Regions from separate parts of the Hordeum vulgare genome. Here region 2 is linked to region 1. Evidence: chromatin contacts called from public Hi-C data. All regions are on one chromosome and are shown on one strand. The core of a region is the stretch at or near the end of the contact, and the rest is flanking DNA. Distances in the headings are between cores, read along the strand shown.

Region 1 (5,695 bases), core at 2,636-5,135:
GAAGATCTTCTCGGTTGAACCTCTATGCCAAGGATTCATATAATCCTGTATACCATTCCCTTTGTGCTTCGGTATGTTACTTGCCCGAGATTTGATCGTCGGTATCACTATACCTATTTCAATCTCGTTATCGACAAGTCTCTTTACTCGTTCTGTAATACAAGATCCCGTGACTAACTCTTTAGTCACATTGCTTGCAAGGCTTATATGTGATGTAGTATTACCGAGTGGGCCCTGAGATACCTCTCCGTCACATGGAGTGAGAAATCCCAGTCTTGATCCATGCTAACTCAACGGACACCTTCGGAGATACCTGTAGAGCACCTTTATAGTCACACAGTAACGTTGCGACGTTTGATACACACAAGGCATTCCTCCGGTGTCAGTGAGTTACATGATCTCATGGTCATAGGAATGAATACTTGATATGCAGAAAAACAATAGCAACAAAATGACACGATCACATGCTACGTTCATAGTTTGGGTCTTGTCCATTACATCATTCTCCTAATGATGTGATCCCATCATCAAGTGACAACACTTGTCTATGGCTAGGAAACCTTAACCATCCTTGATCAACAGGCCAGTCAACTAGAGACTCACTAGGGTCACAGTTTTGTCTATATATCCACACATACATTTATGTTTCCATTTAATACAGTTATAGCATGGATAATAACCGATTATCTTGAAACAGGAAATATAATAATAACTATTTTATTATTGCCTCTATGGCATATTTCCAACAACCATTAGGGAATAAACATGCTGATTCTATCATCTTGACTTGGAGCACACACCAAGGCTTCAAAGGTTTCCTTCCTGAACGCGTCGTCGTCTTACAGTTCGGCTCTTTAGTAGTAGTCACAGAGTGTCCCACCTGTCCAGCCCATAGAGATAAACCAACGCCCCGAGGACCCCTTAGTCCCACACTCCCTTGGTGATCTATACCCCAGTGACAGGAAGGGGATAAGACACGTCCATGTATTGCTGCCACTAAGGATAAAACGATGGGGTTGGTTCATATTAATTGAGTTTTCTTTCTCTTCATCATGTCATTGTTCTCCAAGCATTACTCTGCTTTACTTAATACTCTAGATGCATGTTGAATAGAAGTTAATGTGTGGAGTAATAGTAGTATATGCAGACATGAGTCGGTCTACTTGCTTATGGACGTGATGCTTATATACACATAATCATTGCCGCGAATAAATATTGCATAACTATGCGCTTTTCTATGAGTTGCCCAACGGTAATTTGTTTACCCACCGTATGCCTTCTTCGAGAGAGATGCTACTAAAGAAAACTATGGCCCCGGGCCTATTCACTTATATATTTACAAAGCTACTATTCCCTTGCTGCCATTGTTTACTTTTCATTTATTTTCCATTTATATTTATCCAACTATCATCTACACTACTCATTTGCTTACAAGTAACGAGTCCAAGGGGATTGACAACCCTCTTGCCCGCGTTTGGTGCAAGTGTTTGCTATTTTGTGCGTAGGCGCTAAAGACGGGGGTAGTTTGATACTCCTATTGGTTCGATAACCTTGGTTCTCACCGAGGAAAATACTTATCCATACAGTGTTGCATCATCCACTCTTCTCCGCGGAAAAATCCAACACAGATCACAAGTACCGGTATGCATCCTATGGGAGACCACCGACATCAATGACACAGAAATAAGGAAAAAATCACAATTGGAACACCTCCTTCTAACCAAGTTGCATGCGAGATTCCAGTTCCCCGACTGGAATGACACGCTCAAGTCGTGAAAAGATGATGTCATGGAAAAATTAAACACCAAAGTCGTTGTCAAGTTCAGGAACGCATTGAGCGCCTGGAAATCTAGGGTGAAAAGAGTAGTTTAAGTAGATCATTCATCCTACGCCGAGATTTTGAGGATAAACTGACAATTACAGGAGCGGACTACGAAAAATTCAAGCAGACATGCGCTATCGAAGAAACCAAGGCCAAGTCAAAGAGAATGAAGGATCTTTAGGGCAAGAACTTGTCGAACCACCACCTTGGAAGTCGTGATTACACGGGAAAGAGGCCCATGTGGGCTAAGGGAGAGATGAAAGACAAAATTAGTGAGTTGATGAAGACAAAGAAGGAGTTGGAGGAGAAGAGGAAACAAGGGAAGTTGGAGTTGGAGGAGGAAGAGAAGATGACACAAAATGGTAACACAATGCACACAAGTAAAAGGTGCAAGGAAGAGATGGATACATGTATGCTTCAACTTGAGGAGTATCGACTAATGCAAGAGATAACGTGGCAAAGAACCAATTCATGATGATGGATCCAAGCGCATTGTATGAAACATCAAGATTGTTGGCAGAGCTTGTGAGCGGAGATCATGGCCTCTAGGATGCCACGTAGCGCCAATGCACCGGAGGAGGGGGCGGTACACAAATGTGAGAAGGTAGCTTTGTCGTCGACATGTGATTTGTATATGCCATGTGAATTTCTTCATGATCCTTCATCTTTTCTTCACACATTTTGAGCCAAAGATGATAGCTTTTGATTGAACTTCATGTTATGTTTATATTTAATTTGATTCTTGAAGAATGTGGTATGGTTTGAAATCTTGCTGAATGGCGAAGGATTAAATCACGTGAGCTTGAGAATCAAGAGTGTATATGCACAAATATAAGAGAATATGAGAGACAATTATGGAGGCTGCACAAATATGGTGACTCTGAGTTTGTACAAACTCTTCGCAACCAACAAAGTCTTGTGAAGGAGACTCCAGCCCATTGTAGAGGTTGCCGATACAACGACTTTGTTAGAGTTACGCTTAAACCATGAAACCACCGTTCATCCAGAATAATGTGTTTCAGTCATCAAGCCACCTGTCAAAGTGGAAAGCATGAATTACGCTATTGCGCGACAAATTCATATATGTGTATGCAAACATTGCTTTGAGCACATGGATGAGGAACATTAATGGGAAACAGGAAAAACACACGAATAGGAAATATGCAGAAATTTACTAGACATATTTTCACAAAATAGAAGACTATGAAATGCACAAAAACTGCATGCATGTAGAGTAGATGTTTTGATGAAATAAAGAAGTACATTTCAATCTACTTGAACGAGCATACAAAAGAGATCACTCGGAACATTTGTGTGACGTCTTGTTTCACCCGGATTCTTCATCCTTTGGCCTCCCAACTTTCATCCCATCCTTACCTCACCTTTGGTTGCGACCCCACGTCAAACCACGTTGTTCCTACATTCGATGGGGTAGCTATCTAATTCAAGCAACAATTGAAGAAAAAAGACCCCTGCCCGGATGGATAAAATTTGTTCCCTGCATACATCGAGGTAGCTATCTAATCCGACCAACGGTCAAAGCTAAAAACCCTCCCCACACCCACACCAGTCAAGTTTTCCTCACCTCTATCAATGAAACCACGAGAAGCCGTGTCGTCCCATCTTGACAAATTGCTCTGCAATAAAAGAACCCATATGATAACGTTAACACGTGTCGTATATCTGCACTTTGCCCACACGCATTGATCTTCATATGTTATATTTTGCGTGATGTCACGCATAATATGTGGACGGATATCAAATATACCACATGTGTGATGAATATCAAACCCCTAAAAGATTGATCTTAGCGGACGGCAATTTTTCATGAAATCACGAAAATCACATGAAAAATAAAAAAGGAAGCGTGCGGCAAGTCGTGATAAGCCATTCCAAACCAATCAACAGTAAGAAACAATATAGAAAAGAAACCCGATCGGACGCCAATTGTATTGTGAAATCGAGAAAATCACGTGAAAAATAGAAAAGGAAGCGTGCCTCCAAACCAATGAACAGTAAGAAACAATATAGAAAAGAAACCCAGATCCTATACAGTGCAACCAATTGGACGTTCTCTTCTCCCTCATGGTTCAGTTTCAATCCAATCCTGCGTGACAGCTCGCACCAGCTTCACTCTCCAGCTCCTCCCCCTTTTCCAGGACCCCCAAAATATCATTCTCCTACCCTCCAATCCATCCATGCTCCTCTTCTCTTCTGACCTGATCTGCTTATTTTATTAGGTCTTGACCCTTGACTTGCCTAATCTAATCCTCCATGCATGCAATTGCCAAAGCAAAGAAAAAGCAGCCACGCACACCCTGTCACCACTCGCTCCCAGCTCCCGGCCTCCCACTAGCCACTGGCACTGGCGCTCCTTCCCTCCTGCAACCCATCAGTCCTCACTCATCTCTTTCCACACCGTCTGTAGGAGAGCAGTAGGGAGTACCGCTCCTAATAATTGATCCTTCGCTCTCCATTCCCTCGTTGATTTGTTGTTACTCTAAAGATCACCACCAACCACCCTCCCCCTCCCCCAAACCCTCCTCCCAACCACAATCCAATCTTTTATCAAGAACAAATTAACCATCCCGCACCCTTCACCCCCCAAACAATCGTCTAATCTTTGGTCTCTGCTTCCACATTGCTCCCAAATCCACCGTCTTGGGCCCTGCCGCCCCTCGAATCCACCCTTCTTCGTCACTCCATCCTGTCCTAAATTCCCCTCCTCCCCCCAAAAGCCCCAGCGTTTCCCACTGCAACATCCTCTGCGAAACCCAATCTTGGCCGCCTGGATTGCCCGCCCATTCATTCATTCTCTGCGGGAATCCAGCCTTGCTTTCTGCGCCCAATTCTCTGCACGAACCCAAGCTTTAGCTGGCTGCTCTGTTCCAAACCCGATCTTTCTTTAGCACCGAATTCTGCTCGAAAGCCAGACCAGAGTGGTTGCGGAGATCCGCCATTCCTGGTTGAGCCAGCGAGCGAGCTTTGCCGCCGCGGTCCGATGTCGGACTCGGACCAGAGCACCGTCGTCTTCGGCCTCCACCTCTGGGAGCTCGTTGGCATCGGCGTCGGCGCCGCCTTCGTGCTCCTCCTCGTCCTCCTCTCCCTCCTCTGCCTTCTCGCCAACCGCCGTCGCCGCCGACGCCGCGCCCCCGCCGCCCCCGTCCTCCACCTCGCCACCGTCGCGCCCAGTGCCCATCCCAAGAACCCCACCAAACCGCCCAAGGACATCCAAGAGGTGCCCTCTCGCGGCGCGGCGGCGGGGGCCCCCGCCGCCGCGCCCAAGGTGCCGCTCGCTCAGATTCTCCAGGCGTCCCCGCAGGAGTCCATCCAGATCGAGACCGGTAAGGAGCACCGCATCACGTTCCCGGAGCAGCCGCCGCCCCACCATCAGCGTAGCGGGGGCCCGTCGTCGCGCGGGGCCAGCGGCGAGAGCCGCGGAGGTGGCTCGGAGCCGGGTGTGCCCGAGGTCTCACACCTGGGGTGGGGCCACTGGTACACTCTCAAGGAGCTCGAGGCTGCCACGGCAATGTTCGCCGACGAGAAGGTGATTGGCGAGGGCGGCTACGGCATCGTATACCACGGCATTCTCGAGGACGGCACACAGGTCGCCGTCAAGAATTTGCTGAATAACAGGTAACAGCGCTTCCCGTGAACTCAAGTATAGCCAAATTTAGGACCTTGTTTCTGATTGGCGTATAATTGATTTGAGTTTAAGCAAGATGTATAATTTGATGGGTGCACGGGGTCACTGAAACTGACTTGAGATATTGACAATTCAGATGGTGACAATGTGCAAGAACCTGATAAAAAAAATGACAAGTCATTATCCAAGTCTACCATTTCCTTCTGGTTAGCATGCTTAGCGTGGAA
Region 2 (5,589 bases), core at 1,567-4,066, 330 kb before region 1:
GGTGAGGAAGGCGAGGAGCCAGGCGGAGGCCGAGGTGATGCGTTGCATCCTGTGGTTGTTCCACCAGGCGCGGGCAGAGAGCCCGCACTCCTTGTACTCCATCAAGTGGTATATGTGGTAACTCAAGAATAGAGCTACTGGGATGCGAAAACCTTCATCCGATGCCTGCAAAACAACAAATGTACCAATCATAAAAAAAATATCTGAATTTACATACATATTAGCCAACTAGGTCCTGCTTCATTATCAAACAAATCACACAGCATTTTTGTTTAGCTGCATAATGTATCTTGGCGAACCGCGAAAGTGTATGTACCGTTGGCAAGAAGGACTGGTTTGTGAGAAGGCAGAAAGGTCCCAATAGTGCATAGCACAGCTCGAAAGGCGCCCTCACGGGCCACGCCTCGACGATGAGATAGCCAAGGCATTGCCGGAGTTGGAGGCGTTGGAAGATGGTGCCGAGGATAGGGCTGTTCCGGCTGATGAGTATCTCCAGAACCCCTGTTGCCCATCTCTTGAACTGGGTCAAGCTGGCCGGTCCCCCGGTCGGAGCACATCCCAAGAATGCCGGTGGGTTGGTGTCCAACAAGGCCGATTTCCAACCCGCCGCATGGATCCGTTGTCCGGTCAAAATGTCTTCTGTCATTGATCCATAGACCCAACCAATCTGCAAAAATACATGGAAGAAACTGTAACTAGAGAAAAACTGCAAAAGATTGTAGATGTACTGTAGCGAAACCTGCAAAAATACGGCAACAGGTAGCTAAGCATACCTCCTTGCCCCAACACGTGCCAGCCTCATAGTTGCAATCGCCGACTTGTTTTGCCATTTCGATGCGACTCGATACATCAACGGTTGGTCTAGCGAGCAGGTCTCCTGAGATGATGTTCCTAGATGATTCGATCAACACCTTTGAGCTCCCAAACCTGACTTGCAGCTCCTTGTAAGATGGTGAACCTGGCAAATTAAGAACACTTAGCCATTTGAAATGCCCTAGTCGAACTGAAATGCATACTCCAATTTACGCCTGATGATCACATCTGTTGTGTGCCCAGTTTCACCTCTTGTCTCGTGTTTGACGGTGTCAGGTGGCGGCATGCCGTAAATGACTTTCCTGCGGTGAAAACAGCCCGTGCCGCCGTAGAACATGCCTTGGATCCCGGCGATTCCACCTCCAATTTTCTGAACATGCCACAAAAACCAGTACAACTGTAACACTACCTAGTGGTGCACAGCACGACGACAAGAGCACTTGTGCACATGCATATGTAGTACCTTGGTTATAACCTGCATCTGGTTGCCAAAGGGATCGTCCTTGAGGCCACCGTAGAACTTCTGTGGCACTTGGACGAACCCGCTGTGGATCTCGTCGTCGAACCCCAATAGGAGGCACATCGCGTGTAGGGCGACCTGCGGATTGTTGGCGAACATGTCGCAGTCCACATTCAGCATGATGGGAGCGTTGGTCATCACGGCTGACACCCTTGTCTGCACCACGAAATGATCAGCTTAATTAGTATAAAATGTGGTGTGCTGCTTGTGTGACACTGATTAGCAGTGCAACACTGTGTTGAGCGAAAGAGAGTGCTCACCAGAACATTCATGGCACCAGCCTTGAAGTTGTGGCGATGTCTGGGGCTTTTCTCTCGAGAGAGGTACACCAGATGTGGGAATCCTTCCCCCACTTTGCTCTTGCTGTTATCCCACAGAACCTGAACTCGGCCCAAATTAACCGTGACGATATTAGCACGAGACACGGATTTGCTATGCGTTTGTCATGACACGATGTTCATGGACACATGCATGGACATGGTCAGTGCGGCGACCTTAACGATGGTAGGATGGTTCCCGCGCTCGGCGTCGATGAACTCGGCGAACTCGTCGCCGCTGTCACGCATAATGGAGCCCTCATCGGCGTTCTCGATTCGGCTGGCTAGTCTCTCATATTCGCTCTGAAAGTCACACGTACACGAGGAAGATGAATGGCCATGGCGATGATGGACGACCAAACATTATTTTGTAAACTGACATGGTCACCATTGGCGCCTAACCTTCATGAGCGCCCAGCTTTCCAGGAACTCGTGGTCGGCTGTGCCTGTGCCAACCTCCGGCGTGGAAGAGAAGTACATGAATGGGGCCCTCACAGCAACGTCGTGCCTCTTGCAGAAAGGGACCCAGAGGCCGGCGAACTTGGCGGCCTCACGCAGCGCGTAGCACGTCACCGGGGAGCAGCCGTCGTCAGAGACGTAGCACGCCAGCTTGCCGACGTCCGGGTAGTCCAGGGCGAGCAGCGAGAGCACCGTGTTCACCGTGATCAACGGAGGCTCCAGCGCCGGGTCCGCGGTCGTGACGAACATGTCCACCGCCGGGAGCTCCTCCATCCTAGCAAAATTATCACAGACACTAGCTAGATCAAAATTTGAGGAAGTTGTAGGGGTCAGCATGGTGGGTCTTGTCGCCGTGGGTACGTACGTAGAGTACCTGTTGGCGAGGTTGTCGGGGTAGGTGTCGAACCGGACGGGGCTCCACTTGCCGTTCATGTTGAGGATCCACACGAAGGCGAACCACGCCTCGCAGACGAGCGCCGCCAACCACGTCCCGCCGCGCTCCCGGAGCGAGGCGGCGCGGCGGGCCACGATGGCGAGGAGGAGGAAGAGGATCGCGAAGTCGGCCAGCATCCACGCGGTTCTCGCCAGGGCGACCCTCTCCTGCAGCTTCTTGCCGCCCGCCATGGCCGTGGCCGAGAGCAGGTAGCCACTAGCCAGCAGTAGCAGTAGCAGACTAGCTAAGCTCCACGAACACAGCTCCACAAGCAACAACCGCTCGAGTGCATTTATATGGACCAGATAAAACTATCCTCTCCTCTCCTCGGCGCATTTCCGATCAGGACAAAAACAAAACTAGACTATGACTTGTGATGGGGTCTCGGAGGGTGGGAGGACAGGAGAAAGTTATCTTTACTTGGTTCTGCCATGTACCACTGCCACCGTATGATAATCTTTGGGACAGGGATGGTGCTCTTGTCTCTTTGCTACGGAAGTGTGTGCTCGCTGCTCACTTGGTCCAGCGTGCCACCCAGCCGGATCCATGCAAAACCATGGCGTGTGGAGAATAGGACTCCAGTTTGGATCCGTTATCCTTGACGATATCACTCACGTACGCACGGTAAATTATTGGACCCATGCACGTCACGCCTAACGAGCTCGCCAAGTCGCCAGCGACTGTTTTTGTTACACAAACGCTCGGCACAACGTTATGCGAGCCGTCCACTGCACGAAAAAAGTTCAAAACAAACCCTAAAGTTATAGACGAAAGCTAAATCAAACCCTGAACTTTGAATCCCTGAAATTGGCACTCTGAATTTGTAATCCCGGTCTATTTTGAACCCTAGACCCGTTTGGCACACCGGAATTCTGGCAATACCACAATCCCGACCGGGATAACCTGCTAGGCTGCTACTCTTATAGACAGAAATTGAACCGGCCCACTAACAAAAAAATTACGAAGTTTAAAAAAAGTTTGCGCATTTTTAAAATTGTTCAGAAGTTAAAAATATTTATGTTTTCTATTTTTGTCATAAGTTCTGTGTCTTTTTTGTTTCAAAAAAATGTTATTTAATTATATTCGTATTTTTAATTATATTCATATGTTTTTATTCTATTTGTATTTTTAATTCTATTCGTATTTTTAATTCTATTCGTATTGGTCCAACATGCATTTTATAAATTTAGGAGCATAATCCTAGCGCCAAACATTCAACGTTTATTGATTTATACCTCAAAAAAATATATATCAATTTTATAAAATGTTTATTGTTATTTATAAAATATAAAATATTTATTTAGAAAAATATTATCATGTATTTTTTTTGTAAGATGTACTTTTAAAATGTACATAATGTGTTGAAAAATATTGGAAGTTTACCAAAAATATACATATGTGTTAAAAAATACATTGGATACTGAAAAAAAATACACATATGAAAAAGCAAAAAGAAAATAAAAAAAACCAGAGCAGAGGGTGCGCGCGTGCGCAACTGCGCTAATGAGCCCGGCCCAAGTCAGCAAATCCCGGCTAAGTTCTGTTAAGGTTTAAAATAGATCAGGATCAGTGAGTTCGGTGTGCCGATTTCAGGGATTCAAAGTTCTGGGTTTCATTTAGCTTTCGTCTATAAATTCAAGGTTTGTTTTGGACTTTTTCCTCCACTGCAGTGATGGATGTACGTACGGTCGGGATCAATTCTCGGCTCCTCACGGAACTCAAAAAGTCGATCGTTTCCCAGCAAATGGTGCGCCGTCCGGCTACGTCGAATTGGTACCAACCGGTGGCAACAGATAAATTTTGTCTTTTACTGGTGGAAAAGTCCAAAACAAACCTTAAAAAAGTCCAAAACAAACCTTGAAGTTATAGACAAAAGGTAAATCAAACCCTCAACTTTGAATCCCTGAAATTGGCACTCTGAACTTGTAATCCCCGTCTATTTTGAACCCTAGGCCCGTTTGGCACACCGGGATTCTGACAATACCACAATCCCGACCGGGATAACCTGCTAGGCTGCTACTCTTATAGACAGAAATTGGACCGGCCCACTAACAAAAAAAATCACGAAGTTTAAAAAAAGTTCGCGCATTTTTAAAATTGTTCAGAAGTTAAAAATATTTATGTTTTCTATTTTTGTCACAAATTCTATGTCTTTTTTGTTTCAAAAAAATGTTTGGTTTTTTTAATTATATTCGTATTTTTAATTCTATTCGTATTTTTAATTCTATTTGTATTTTTAATTCTATTCGTATTTTTAATTATATTCGTATTGATCCAACATGCATTTTATAAATTTGTAGGAGCATAATCCTAGCACCAAACATTCAACGTTTATTGTTATTTATACCTTAAAAAAATATATATCAATTTTATAAAATGTTTATTGTTATTTATAAAATATAAAATATTTATTTAGAAAAATATTACCATGTATTTTTTTTGTAAGATGTACTTTTAAAATGTACATAATGTGTTGAAAAATATTGAAAGTTTATCAAAAAATATACATATGTGTTAAAAAATACATTGGATACTGAAAAAAAATATACACATGTGGAAAAGCAAAAATAAAATGAAAAAACAAAAAAAAACAGAGCAGAGGGTGCACGCGTGCGCAACTGCGCTAATGTGCCCGGCCCAATTCAGCAAATCCCGGCTAAGTTTTGTCAAGGTTTAAAATAGACCAGGATCAGTGAGTTCGGTGTGCCGATTTGAGGGATTCAAAGTTTAGGGTTTGATTTAGCTTTCGTCTATAACTCCAAGGTTTGTTTTGGACTTTTTCTGGTAGTACTAATTAACTAGTACAACTTCCGTTTCAAATTATCTGTCACCCTATTTGGAACCACAATAGATTATAATAATCTGGATTATGAACATAGATTATATAATCTGGTTTATAAAAATAATGATGAGCATGTTTGAAGGCCAGATTATATAAACTGTAATCCAGGTTTTAAATTGTACAATAACATGTTTGCCCTCTGTTTTTTTAAACGGTCATCTTTTTTATATTTCTCGCCATCTAGTTTGCTTGGCGTCAAGTTTGA

The links. Hi-C and Micro-C count contacts between places; a contact is called where the count stands out from the background.
Region 2: a Hi-C map of leaf shows a contact between it and region 1, with 6 times the contacts expected there. The contact joins the promoter of LOC123426726 here to the promoter of LOC123426729 in region 1. A contact is called at or near these places in 2 of 6 Hi-C or Micro-C datasets (both in leaf).

Annotation. Positions count from the first base shown.
Region 1 is chr2H:476,066,828-476,072,522 of MorexV3_pseudomolecules_assembly, forward strand. It overlaps LOC123426729 (probable serine/threonine-protein kinase At1g01540), which reads left to right and starts at 3,886. Exons shown (of 7, transcript XM_045110603.1): 1 at 3,886-5,458. The coding sequence starts at 4,824.
Region 2 is chr2H:475,736,189-475,741,777 of MorexV3_pseudomolecules_assembly, forward strand. LOC123426726 (cellulose synthase-like protein H1) reads right to left here and starts at 2,817. Exons shown (of 9, transcript XM_045110601.1): 1 at 2,483-2,817; 2 at 2,053-2,383; 3 at 1,828-1,953; 4 at 1,594-1,713; 5 at 1,277-1,489; 6 at 1,063-1,183; 7 at 774-958; 8 at 317-667; 9 at 1-165. The coding sequence starts at 2,733.